3 separate regions of the Mus musculus genome follow, and regions 1 and 2 are each linked to region 3. The links are chromatin contacts, called in public HiCAR-type and promoter capture Hi-C maps. All regions are on one chromosome and are shown on one strand. Each heading gives the region's core, a stretch centred on a gene start, on an enhancer-like site or on the middle of the called end of the contact. The rest is flanking DNA. Distances are from core to core; before and after follow the strand shown. Region 1 holds the start of Slco1c1 (solute carrier organic anion transporter family, member 1c1). Region 2 holds the start of Slco1a4 (solute carrier organic anion transporter family, member 1a4). Region 3 holds the start of Ldhb (lactate dehydrogenase B).

The links. Promoter capture Hi-C pulls out the DNA fragments that hold promoters and counts their contacts. HiCAR-type assays count read pairs that join an accessible place to other places.
Region 1: a HiCAR-type map of astrocytes shows a contact between it and region 3, with 4 times the contacts expected there. The contact joins the promoter of Slco1c1 here to the promoter of Ldhb in region 3. A contact is called at or near these places in 1 of 39 promoter capture datasets (hippocampal neurons) and 1 of 115 datasets of contacts at active chromatin or transcription factors (astrocytes).
Region 2: a promoter capture Hi-C map of liver shows a contact between it and region 3, with 2.2 times the contacts expected there. The contact joins the promoter of Slco1a4 here to the promoter of Ldhb in region 3.

The regions. Positions count from the first base shown.
Region 1 is chr6:141,522,143-141,526,356 of GRCm38.p6, forward strand. It overlaps Slco1c1 (solute carrier organic anion transporter family, member 1c1), which reads left to right and starts at 2,212. Exons shown (of 15, transcript NM_021471.3): 1 at 2,212-2,600. It also overlaps the pseudogene Gm52854.
Region 2 is chr6:141,854,931-141,858,961 of GRCm38.p6, forward strand. Slco1a4 (solute carrier organic anion transporter family, member 1a4) reads right to left here and starts at 1,290. Exons shown (of 16, transcript NM_001355577.1): 1 at 1,194-1,290; 2 at 283-359.
Region 3 is chr6:142,505,163-142,509,283 of GRCm38.p6, forward strand. Ldhb (lactate dehydrogenase B) reads right to left here and starts at 2,795. Exons shown (of 8, transcript NM_008492.3): 1 at 2,691-2,795; 2 at 250-384. The coding sequence starts at 378.

The sequences.
Region 1 (4,214 bases), core at 962-3,461, 980 kb before region 3:
GAATAGGTTCAATCAGCTGAGCATTTGGGAAGATAAAACTTTATTAAATCAAAAATAAATAAATAAATAAATAAATACTTACATACATACATACATACATACATACATACATACATACATACATACATACATACAAAAGGCAGAAAACTTAGCTCCGCAGTTAAGACCCTGCAAATGAATACCATGAAATTGCCTGGAATCTGAGCCTGTGTTTCAGACACTGTTTGTGGGCACTGTGAGCCACACAGGCATATTCAAGGCCAAGTGGATGTGTGGTGTGTTCAGAGCCCAGCCTTCGGTGGAGTCTCACGATTCACCACAGCTGAACTCTACCAGAAACACCTCAGATTTCGTACCCATTTGATTTTGTATTAACTCTGTTACACATCTAGAAACTTTGTACTCTTGACACATTTTTGTAACCCCCTTATTTAGGTAGGCAACCCCATTTGGGGGTTAAGTGCACAGTTTAAGGAGTGGGGATTTAGAATTTGGAGGTGAGAATGACAGCAATGTAGTATACAATCCGTACAAGGCTGTGTTCCAGAGGCTGTAAGGAATGTGTAAATGTTAGCTACGTGTACTCATGTTGACTGTGGATTGTGCAAGGAAAGGAGTTGTGTTAGAGACTGATTTGAAAAACACTGTAATAGTTCAAAGTACACTCAAATGGGAGAACTAAGTTTTGTTTGGTTTGTTTTGGTAAAGATAAACAAGTCCTTTGTCATTTTGGTTGATATGCACCCTTCCCCCTTTGATAGTCAATCACCACTTGTGGACATATTGAAAAATTTAACACAAAGATGTTTGATCCCTGCTTCTGAAGGCAAGGCAGTCCCAGCTTGACTGCTAAAATAATGTTCTTGGTCTTACAAGAGTCTACATACAAGTGCTTCCGTTTTGTTTTGTTTTGTTTTGTTTTGTTTTGTTTTGTTTTGTTTTGTTCTGTTTTGTTCTGTTTTGTTTTGTTAAGACAGTCTTGGGCTGGCTTTGAACTCACGGAGCTAAATCTACTGTTTCCTCTTCAGTGGTGGGGTTAAGTGCAGCACCACTCCTAGCCCATTGCTTTTTTGTAAGGTTTAAGATAAGCCCAAGTTTCTTTCCTTCTTCTTTTATCTTTTGCAGTAAAATGTACTCATGAAAATGTTGGCTAATAGGGCTATGGAGATGGCTCAGTGGTTAAGAGCAGTGGCTGCTCCCATAGAAGGTTGTAGTTCAGTACCCGTAGAGCAGCTCACAACCACTTAGGACTCCAGTTTCTGGGGATCCAACACCATTTCTGGACTAGGCAGTTATATATGCATGTGGTGCAAATAAACTTATAGAAACACATATACATAAAAGCAAAAGTAAAATTGAAAACAACTGGCTACTCATCGTAACCATTGTGGCAGCTGAAGTTACATCTGTGATAAAGGCGCCACTGTCTGCTCATTTTGGATTTTTGTTCGGAGTAGATATGACATCATTTAATCTTTGGATATTCCATGGAAATCTCATTCTGAATAACAAATACATAGCTCAATAGCAGAACATTTTGAGATTAGGTGCCCTGCTCAGAGTCACAGCCCTGGAAGACTAAGTTGAACCTTGGAGAATCCTGGTGACAAATTTACTTACTGGTGGAATCAAAATGGGAAAAAAAAATCAGTATTTCTCAAATCCTCTAAAATCATTCTCTTGGGAAGAGGTTTGGTTTGAATTTTTTCTCAGAGCAAAGCTTTCTCTTTCCTTAGGCTTAGGTAGTGTAAGTAACTGAATGCCAAAAAATCCAATTGCTATTTTGTCAAATTTCAAGGCTCATAGGGTGTGTGGATGGAGCTATTGATTTTTTTGCTTTGAAAGTGAACTCCCCCTGGAAGGATCCTGCAGAGCTTTGATCCTGACCTGAAAGTATTCCTGCAGATTCTAGAAGCCCAATGGTGAGGGAAACAAAGCAGGGAACTGGCCCAAGATATTTTTTTAAAAAAATAATAGCAAACAAATAAATACAACACAACAAGCCTGGCCCCTTGATGTCCCTTAGGACTGGCTGGCTGGAAGACTGATTGGAAGGAGAAGGGGAGGGGGTCTTTGTTACTAACTTCCTTCCCTGCCCTGGCTTCTGTTTCCTCACCCCCCCAACCCCCTGTGGAATGGTGTTTTCTGGGATCAGCAAGTAAAAATCACAAATGGTCTTTTCTTTTTTTTTTTTTTTATTTTCCTTGTTCCTCTATAAACAAAGCTTTATCACGTGTGGCCTTAAACTTGCTGCAAATTGCAAAGAAATGGCTCAAAGGCTCCAGCTCTTTCTGTGCCCTGGGAGCTGAGATGCAGGGCAGTGCCCTTGCCAGGGTGCCCAATTCCCTGCAGACTGCCAGAAAAAAAGAGGCCAACTGGAAAGACGAAAGAGAAAGACTGCTCAGGGGTGAGATCAGACCCTTGGTCTTTTCTTTCCTCTAATCTGCCCTGTCTGTGCCCACCAGCTCTCTTGACTTGCCAGAACTGTTCACAACTTCTGTGGGGTGCTGCCTCAGTTTCCTGTTTCAGACTGTGCTCTGTGATCCAGACCCTTGCGAACATTCTGAAAGGAACTGGACAGCTTTGACTTCTACCTCCAGGTAGGATTTGGCTTTTCTTGTTTATCTGTCTATCTGTCTATCTATGTATCTATGTATCTATGTATCTATGTATCTATGTATCTATCTATGTATCTATCTATGTATCTATCTATGTGTCTATCTATGTATCTATGTATCTATGTATCTATGTATCTATCTATCTATCTATCTATGTATCTATCTATCTATCTATCTATCTATCTATCTATCTATCTATCTAGCCATCCATCTAATCTATCTATCTAATCATCTGCTTTTATTTGTGTGAGCAATATGCCTTGTTCTCCCAGGACAGATGTTGATAATTTGACACTAATTTCTGCAAGGCTTTAGCTTATCTATGCTACTTCAGTAAAAGCCAATGGCTTCCCTTGTTAGCTGGGTGAAATAGGAGAGGATTCTGATTAAAGATGACAGGTAAACTCAGATCTGCTTTCAGATTTAGGCTTTGTTACTTACTAGTTGGGTAGTTTCTGTTAGATTGCTTAACATCTGTGAACTAAATGATTTTATAAGTCAAGATGATGATGTTGAAGTTTTGGGATTATTTTAAAGGTTACAATATATGCATATATCACACTGAATAGAGGTGGTGTTTATGATATGTGAGTTTGATACTAAAATTATTTGTAGTTAGGGGTGGGAGATTGGAATTCTGTGTAAGACACATTGCTTCTCATGAAAAAAACCCCAGGTTATTTTTAAGACCCCTGGAAGAGAAGACTCCCAGAGTCAGAACACTTTGCTGGTGCAGAGATGTTCAAGAAGGGAAACTGATCATGGGTTCCTCTCTGGGCCTCTTTACAGCCCATGCAGATTGGCTGCATCTTCCTCACTGGTTCAGAGCACAGGGCCTATGTGCATCTGTGTGACTCAACTTAACCTATCTTAGCCACCTGTGCTCCTTTAAAGACTAGATTCTGAAACCAATCCATGTAAACAGAGAATTCAGCTTTTTATAAAAAAAAAATAAAATAAAAGCTTGGCTTGTTCTTTTTAAAATCTGTTATACCTTAACCTAAAATATTGAATGAAAACTTTATCATCTGTCTTTTTATTACTTATCTTTAATTTTTGGAAAAATAGAATCAAGTGAACCAAGAGATAAAGGATATATCCAAACTGTGCTCTAGTCCTTCTATGCAAATGCAGATGAGGAGAAGTGGGCTCTGGCTTTGACCATGGATGTCTACCCATTCATGTCATTGAACATTTCTTCCTATCCTTTCAAGGCAATGAGAGACTCACAATAACCACCAGCTGGAGCCTCCTTGAAGCATATTGCGGGCATGCTGATTTGCATATTAGGCATTAAAATGCAGTTCAGTTTCTGCAAAACTATGCAGTGTCAATTTTTTAAGTGTTACTTTGCCAGATCACAACATCAACCCAGACCAGGATACCTGACCATTGTTCCCATTAGAATGATTATGTAACATCTCCAAATACAAGAAAATAGCATACTGAAACATCTCAAAATTTTGAATTATTGTTTTTAGCATTGCTACTGTATGGCGCACACATCTTATAGTCAAGCCATTTGCTCTTTTAAAGAAAGCTTTAGTTAGAGTGATGTATGACATTATTGAACACTTATTTGCATATTCTAGTTAA
Region 2 (4,031 bases), core at 40-2,539, 650 kb before region 3:
CTGAAATATTACACTCTCAACTCTCCACACCTGCCTCATTTTGTCATCCATAGAGCAACTTTTCATCAGCCTTTATGCTGTTTCTCCTGAGCCCAGGCTAGTCACCCTACTCATCAGTAAGAGCAAACTTACTCCTCTCCCATGTCAAAGCTATCTTCACTTTCTTTAGTAGCTTAAAATATAACTATTCTAAATATCCATTTTCATTTTTTGGACAAGAGAAAGTGGGTCTAGTCCCTAGAAGATTACAGGGTAATTTTTCTACGAGTACTAAATCATTACCTGGTTAGTTTCTATCGCCACCTTGAAGATTCCTTTCAAAACAGTCTTGTTGTCTCAGAAGTTTTACAAACAAGAATCTGTAATATAAATAAATCATACAAAGCCAGGCACTTGAAAACGGATTTAATGTTAGTAAATTATCCTGCACTTTCTTCTAATGTGCCAACCTTTTCTCTGAAAAAATTATATTTTCAGATGCATTTTAAATATGTCTATAGAGGGAAAAAAGGCAAAGAATCGTCTGTTTCATTGACTCAACGAAGCCTGTGTAACTCAATACTGCATCATGCCATATTCCCCTGTAGAGCTCTTTGATCCTAAAGGAGAAATGTGAACAGAGTCAGATAACTACATGAACAGTGTCCTTGGTTAGCACAGGGTTGTTTAAACAATGACTCCTGTTCCCAGGATCACACAGTATCACAGATAAACACAAATCAACCATGAATGCTAATGAAAGCAGGGCATTGCACTTTTAATTAAGCAGTCAGCAATGCAATGTGTTCCCCTCTTTAGCACCCACAGGAGAAATACTGGCCACAAATATAAAGCATTTTGCATTGTTTGTTTTATTTATTAAAGATATATGATGGAACATCTATCGGCTCTACTCTTTTGAGAATGCAGGGTAGCGTTTCTCAGTAGGTAGGTGAGCATCCTAGAAAGCAGAACTCTAGAACTGTGACTTCCTCGCAGAACTGACTCTCTGCACTCACTAAGCAGAAACCCTCAGGAGTTGTCACCCTTTGGTTGGTGGTCCTTAATAACATCGCAGGCACAGGAAAGTACAACTTTGCCCTAAGTGAATAAGCATGCTCATTCACACTCAATATCCACACCCTCACTATCAGAAAATGCGTGCTGTTCATTTCATTTACTCTGCACTATTGAGTTAAGGAAACAAACTTTACCACAGCCAAGTGAGAAGTCCACACATGAAGGAGCCTTAGAAGACGGTCCTCTCCATGCTGAGACTAAAGGAAAGTCAGAGCAGCAAAAGTCCTACGAAAAGCACTTATTTTCAGAATCCTCAAATTGCCTCTAACTGTGAGAGACAGCCTCTTGGGTGCTGTCCAGCTAAAATGCTTTCAACCAATACCAAGCCAAGGAAGGATTTGCCAAGAAAGGACTTAGGGAAATACAATGAATTGTTTAATTCCTAGCAAGTGATTTTATTTTGGTCAGCTCCTTCCAATCAGAAACCAAAGGAGACAATGCTAAATTTCACTTGTTAAGAAGTACACACACACACACACACACACACACACACACACACACACACACACACACACATTTTATTTTCTACATTCCAGGTACCTGAGAAACCTTATCTGATATCAAGAAAATTGCCCATTCATATGGTTTTACCATGCAAAATAATACTGGCACATATAGACCATTTCTTCACCAGCAATCTAGTCAATTTGTCAGTTTAGATGTGTTCTAAATCTAAACTGAGAAGCAGAAGAGGAAATTCAAAATATGAGTTCTGCCTTGAGCAGAGCCAGCTGTTAATGGCACGCCTGTCACTTCTAGTAGCAATCATATGTAGAGAATGAGGAGATAGTTGCAGGAGAAGCCAGTGTTCCACACTTGAGTCACATTTTTGACCTAAGCCTTACCAGGCAGCTTTAGGCTTTCTAATGCAAAGTCCTGTTTGCAATGATTATATTCATTTAATACACAAGTATTTATTAAGCTACTAAATTCTAAGCACAATAGTAGTTGTTAGGAAATTGAAAATGAGTAGTTTGCACTTGTTCTCAAGAGGTCTCAGAAGCTATTGGGAGAATTCGATTATTAAGTGGTAATAATTGCCATCATTCAATCAATTTCAGAGACAAAACCATTCTGATCTTTCATTTGGATTCAGTAAAATTGTTTAACCACGCATGTTTAAAATTACCACAAATTTGAAGATCTACTTGCAACCTATCTGTGTGTGTTTAGACAGACCACTCAGTTCTCTTTCTATACATGAAAACAACATCTATCTTTCTCAAAGTACAAGGAAGGAGATGGAATTCATAACAGATAGGAGAAATATTTAATGTGAGGAAAGTCACAAAGGCTTAGAAGAGTGAGAAAATACGTTAAAGGCTGTATCAGGAAGAGAAAGAGCTGAGATATTCAGGCTGGTGTCCCTGAGGACATAAAGCCACCATTGGAAGCTAGGATGGGCTCAGTTTTTTAATAATTTCCCACAATTCCAGTGTCACACAAATGTTTCCCAGCAACAACAATCTAACAGAGTCTGACGAACAGAGAACATAACAAGCTTAAGCTTTATATGTCGGTCTCTGAGATAGAGAATGAAGAGAGCCTGGGAGAAAATTGATGGAAGACCAGATAAACACTGATCAAGTTAGCTATAATCCTCACTGCATAATTAAATATGCTTAATTCCTATTATAAAATGGGTGCACAAGCAACATTAATTAATTGCAGCTATTTGCTCCTGCATAATAGACTTAAGTCCTCAGTGCTCTGACTTAGATCAGATCCTTGCATATTTCTGCAGCTCTCAGTTCCTACACTCACATCTCTGAGTGACACTAAACACTAGGGTTTGCTATCACATCCATTGGTTTCTTTATTGAGTGAGATTCATGAATTCAGCCCTACGGTATCACTGTAGAAAGTCATCAGATCTTCACAGAGCACAGTCTGTCCGCAAGGAAAAGACCAAGTGTTTGGAGGCTTGCTGCCAAGAAATCTACTTGCCAAAAGAGATAAGCTACCGCATTGCTGATCAAAATGATACTTTGAACTCCCCCTGTGACGTGTGCTTTTCAGTTGAGTAACATACAAGAAGTGTCTAAAAGAATCTTTGTTCCTAAAGGATTGCTGCTACATTGGAAAGACAGCTCTGATATCATTTAGATGGTGCATTATATTGATAAAGTTGGACATCATAGAAGACGATACCTAATAAATAATAAACATCAACCTAACATGCTTCACATATTTTATGCATTATTCTGGAAATGCTGGTCACATCTGTGCGTTCAATTCTCCTAAAGCCTTGTGGCCTGAATATTGTCACCCAATTTTAAAGATACAGGATTTGAAGCACAGAGGGGTTGATATAGGTTATAAGTGCCAAAGGCAATATTTACCTCTGGCGACTAGTCATCTCTGTAGTAATCTGTAAACTGTAGTAATCTGGCCCATCTCATGTGTCTGTAAGTGATAACCCAGAATTTTCTGAATAGGTTTAAAGCTGTATTTGTTTTAATTCTTCCTCGGTGATCTCTATGCTGTTATTTAGAGGTATCATTGGAGATTTTATTTTAGCTAAATATAGTACAGGAGCTAGAGAACTACTACTTAACAACTCCTGCTCCTTGGCCAGAGGACTAAAAATTGGACCCTAGTATTGCCCAGAGTGCTGTACACGAGACTCTAGCACCTACATCAGGTTGCACTCAAACACTGGGAACTTCAGGAAGGAATAGGAAGAAATGCCAAAATTCTGCTTCTGGCTTCCATGAGCATCCGCACACAAGTCCAAAGACACATAAACAAATACATCTTTTTTAAAACACTGATAAAAGGAGAACAAGTCGATAACCCTAGTTTTTACACTGCAGAGGAAGAGGCAGGAGGATGCATGTAAGTTCAAACTAAGTCTGGTCTTCATGGTAGAGTCTATGCTAACCAAGGTACAGAAGGTGAGCTTGCCTCACAAAGAAAAGAAAATTTAAACAGTTGTAAAAGTAATCGGTGTTTCTGAAATGAAATCTTTA
Region 3 (4,121 bases), core at 1,545-4,044:
ATATGAATATGAGTATGACGGGAGGACACCACAATACTGCAGTGGTGTTAAGAAACTCTGGAAGCAGTTCCAGAGTGGTCACACAAAGAGTGACCAGAAACCTCCCATAACAAGTACTGAAAAGTACGTGTAATTTTTCCAAGTTATTTCAGATGCCTGAGGGGGTCTGACGACAACACAGACCTAGGCTCCTCAAACAAACTACAAACTCCTGCAGAAATTGTGACCTATGGTGCTCTTCAAGCATACCTTTCCCAGAATGCTGATGGCACATGCCATACCCACTTGTCCAACGCCCACTACAGTGATCTTGTTGTTCGGGACGGCAGCCTCATCATCTGCAACGGACGCAATGAGCTTCTCCTTAAGGGTTGCCATCTTGTCCTGCAAGAGAAGGGGCGATCAATGTGATTTACATGCACGGAATCTGACTGAGAAGTAGCCCAAAATGTCACAGCTTCAATTTTGAAAGTATAGCTCAACAGAAGCCCTGAAGGAACCACATCTCACCGAATGCAGGACTCAGTGCAAAGTTCTCCACCAGTTTAAACCAAAATGCTTCCCCAGAGCAGAGAGCTCCATGCAAGCCATTAAGTTGCCACCATCCCTTCTGTGACCTTTCTGCTGTAAGTGCAAACTACTGGCTAAAGATACAGATAATTATACTGAAGCAAGCTCGTTTCTTTCTTTTGTCCCTATAAGGAATTTGTGTTTAACCATGTTAACCAGCTAACTTATTTTTAAGCTTGTTTAAAGCCAATATGAATTGTAATTTTCATTACAAATAATTGTGGAAGACAAAGACTGATTTTTGTACTTAAAATCTCACAAAAGTTATGGCCCTGCCCTCCTGACAAAGTGTCTTCACAGAAAAGTTATCAATGTTAATAATCTACGCTGATTGCTTCCGTTTGTTTCTTTTTAGCGTGGTTCATCACAGCTGAGGCTCCCTATAGGTTCCACAGCCCAGCCAGTTCGTTCCCTTTACCTTCATTTTCACTTCTAATCTGTAAAGGGCTAAGTAACAAAACCTGGCTTAGTTAATGAACCCAGTAAGGAACCCTTAGTTGTCCAGAGTGAAGTACTTGAAGCAATCACAACTACTTTGCTCCATAACTTATTTTTGTTGTTTTAAAGCCTCCCTCCTAATGTGTACTGCTTCCAGAGCTATTTTAGAGATTTTAGAGGGTTATTTTAGCCTTAGAGAATTACACTTGTAGTTTTTTGGTGGGTGGGAAGATGAACTGCTGTGGGAGGGTTTGGACAAAGCACCAACCTTAAAATGAATCCAGTCAGGCCCTGTGTCTTAGGCAGTTTCAGCTGAGTAGCCTCAACAGTAAGAAAAGCAGAGCCTCCCCAAAGCCTGCCCACACCAAGTTTATTTTTGTTAGTTGGCTTAAAATCTGATAGGCTCCAGAGAACATTAGGAAGGCCTGGAGTCCCAACGTTTGGGAGGTGGAGGTAGGAGAGTCAGGAGAGGCCAAGGTCACCCTCCATCATCCTGGGATGCTATCTGAAACGCTGGAACGTTGAAGCTGTCCTGAAAACATTTTAAATCGCTTTGGGGAATTTCAAAAGCGGCAGTGTTGAAGATCCAGCAAGCACAGGCAGATATCTAGACTGAAGTTCAGCGTGTATTCTCCTCCCACCCCCACCTCCCACAGTGATAGAGAATGAGAAGAAAATAGTTTGCGTTGTAGCAAGCCTGTGTCAAATCAGGGAGTTGACTGTAGAGAGAAAGGAACAGGAAAAAACACCCTCGCCTCAGGGTGCCCCCACATTCCCATCTCCTGTGGATAAGAACCAGTGGTCTAGGTCAGAGGCTAAGGACGACTCCGCAGAGAATCACCTATGTTAACTCTTAATGCCCGGGTATGGCCTCCAATTTCTCCATTAAAACCAGTCATATCCTTCACCCTACCCCCGACCCCAGGTGCTGTCGGAGCTTGTTCAGTTCCGTGACACCCAAGCCACCTTTCCTCCTGTGCAAAGCAGGTCACGAGGGAGACACCAGCGCACACCTCGATTACGGTCTCCAGGGGGAAAGCCTAGGCTTCCACACTTAGCACAAGAAGTAAACAAAATCCTAGCGCATCTAAAGAGGCCCAGCAAGTACCCGGCTGCAGGGCGGGCAGCGTGAGAGGGGACGAAGCCTGGTGTTCCGGACCGAACTTTCCTTTATCCTCATTGCTAAAATAGCTGGGACCGTTCTCCATCACCAGGTGCAAGACCTTCCAACCTTCACAGGGACCCACCTAGACCTTGCTCGGTTCCCCGGCCACTGGGCGCGCTGCCCTGGCTTGCGCCCCAGGCTGCATCGCAGCTGATGGGTGATGTGCTAACTGCCAAGGACTTGAAGAGACTAGGTTTGACTTACCTTACGTTACAAGTCTTTCTATTGATAGCACACAGGCCCGAGACCACCCTGTGCTCAGGCTGTACCAAGGTGCAGACCGAGTCGGGAGCTCAGCTGCGCACCTCTGCTCGCTCGGCTTGCCACCCAAAACCACAAAGAAGAAATAGGTAGGGGCATGAATGCTCAGGGACAAAGGCCCCAAAGAGTGGATGTGTCGTACGTAGCTCCTTCCTCCTGTTCTGCCAAACAATAACACCTCTGCACTCCCTACTCCCACAACACACACCCTGATGTTCAGTTAAGTCAGGTTTTGGGATCCTGGATTCAGACCTACCAGAAAAGAGGAGGCTCTGCGGCGCGCTGAGGCAGGGGAGCCACTGCAAAGTCAGCAGGCTGCTGCTCTGCGGATCGCAGACTCCGGCTCTACAAGAAGGAGGAGGAGGAGGCGGGGCCGCGGCGCTCCAGCCTCCTAGCTTTCTCCATTGTGATTGGAAACCCGAGACGGGTCTATCCCTCCCCTCGGCTCGTTCAATCTCCTTCAAGGACAAGGCTGGAGTGTGCACGCGCTCTCCCCCGCTCTCTAAAGTTAGAGGTCACCTTCCGCTGAGGCACTTATTCCGTAAACCTGCCTCTCTGGCCTTCTGTACGGTCTCCATCTTGTGCTAATAGAAACCTATGTCTAGGTTGCATTCCGGCTCCACTTTAGAGCAGTCGCCTTGCTTAAGATGCTACTGATACATCACTCCAAAAGGCCTCGGAGCTTCTGAACTCTTTTCAGAAGTGGGGGTTTATACACGCCTGTTATCCCAGCACTGGTAAGGCTGAGTCCTGAGGGAAGTCAGGAGTTTGAGACCAGCCTAGGCCTCTCCATTAAGACTGTTTCAAACAAACAAAAACAAACTAACCCAGAAGAGAACAGATTTTTGGTCATTTAAAGTTCCTTCAATAAGACAGTAACCGCCCCTCCCCCTCTCCCCACACCTAATTCAACTAATAGCTGCCCAACAAGATCGAAGGTGCCTGATTTCTGCCTTTCACAGTTCCTCCAGGAAACTGCAAGGTCCCAAGAAAAAGCCTGGCCCCAGGGAGAAAAAATAAGAACCCTAAGAAAGATGTAACTTCCCTAGGAGTCGCTGAGCTGGTACAGTGTGTGTGTGTGTGTGTGTGTGTGAGAGAGAGAGAGAGAGAGAGAGAGAGAGAGAGAGAGAGAGCGCTTCGCATAGAACCCAGGAGCTCACAGTTTAGCAGGGAGTAGCATCCCCAGCCCTGTAATTGTCTTCCCACATTCTTAGCTCTTTGTCTCATCCAGCCCAGTGCCCGGTTCCTTATTCCAGCATGGATTAAGCAATCAGAAGTGTTGTGAAAATTTAGGGCAGTTGTGTTTTCTTAAGATAAAATTGTTTCCCCATCTAGCAAGCTCACTGGAGTTGCTGTGTGAGAATTTGCCTTTTGTTTTCTTTAAGTGTGTACCTCTTGTCAACGACTACTAACTCTATAAATAGAACTTCCCTCTGCCAAGCATTGAAGGTGTAAGTGTGAATATAACTGTGCTCTTTGGGTGCTGCCCTCTGCCCCAATTTTACTGAAAATTTGGGGGAGTCTGGGTAGAGCTATCACATTACTGGGGAGTAGAAGGAATTGTAGGAATTGAAGAAAAGGAGACTCTTTGATAGAGATGTGACAGGCAGCTATGGATGGGACTTTGGGGTAGAGTACAGCCTTAGTGTTTGGGGTTTGAATCCCAGCAGTGAAAAAGAGTATCAGT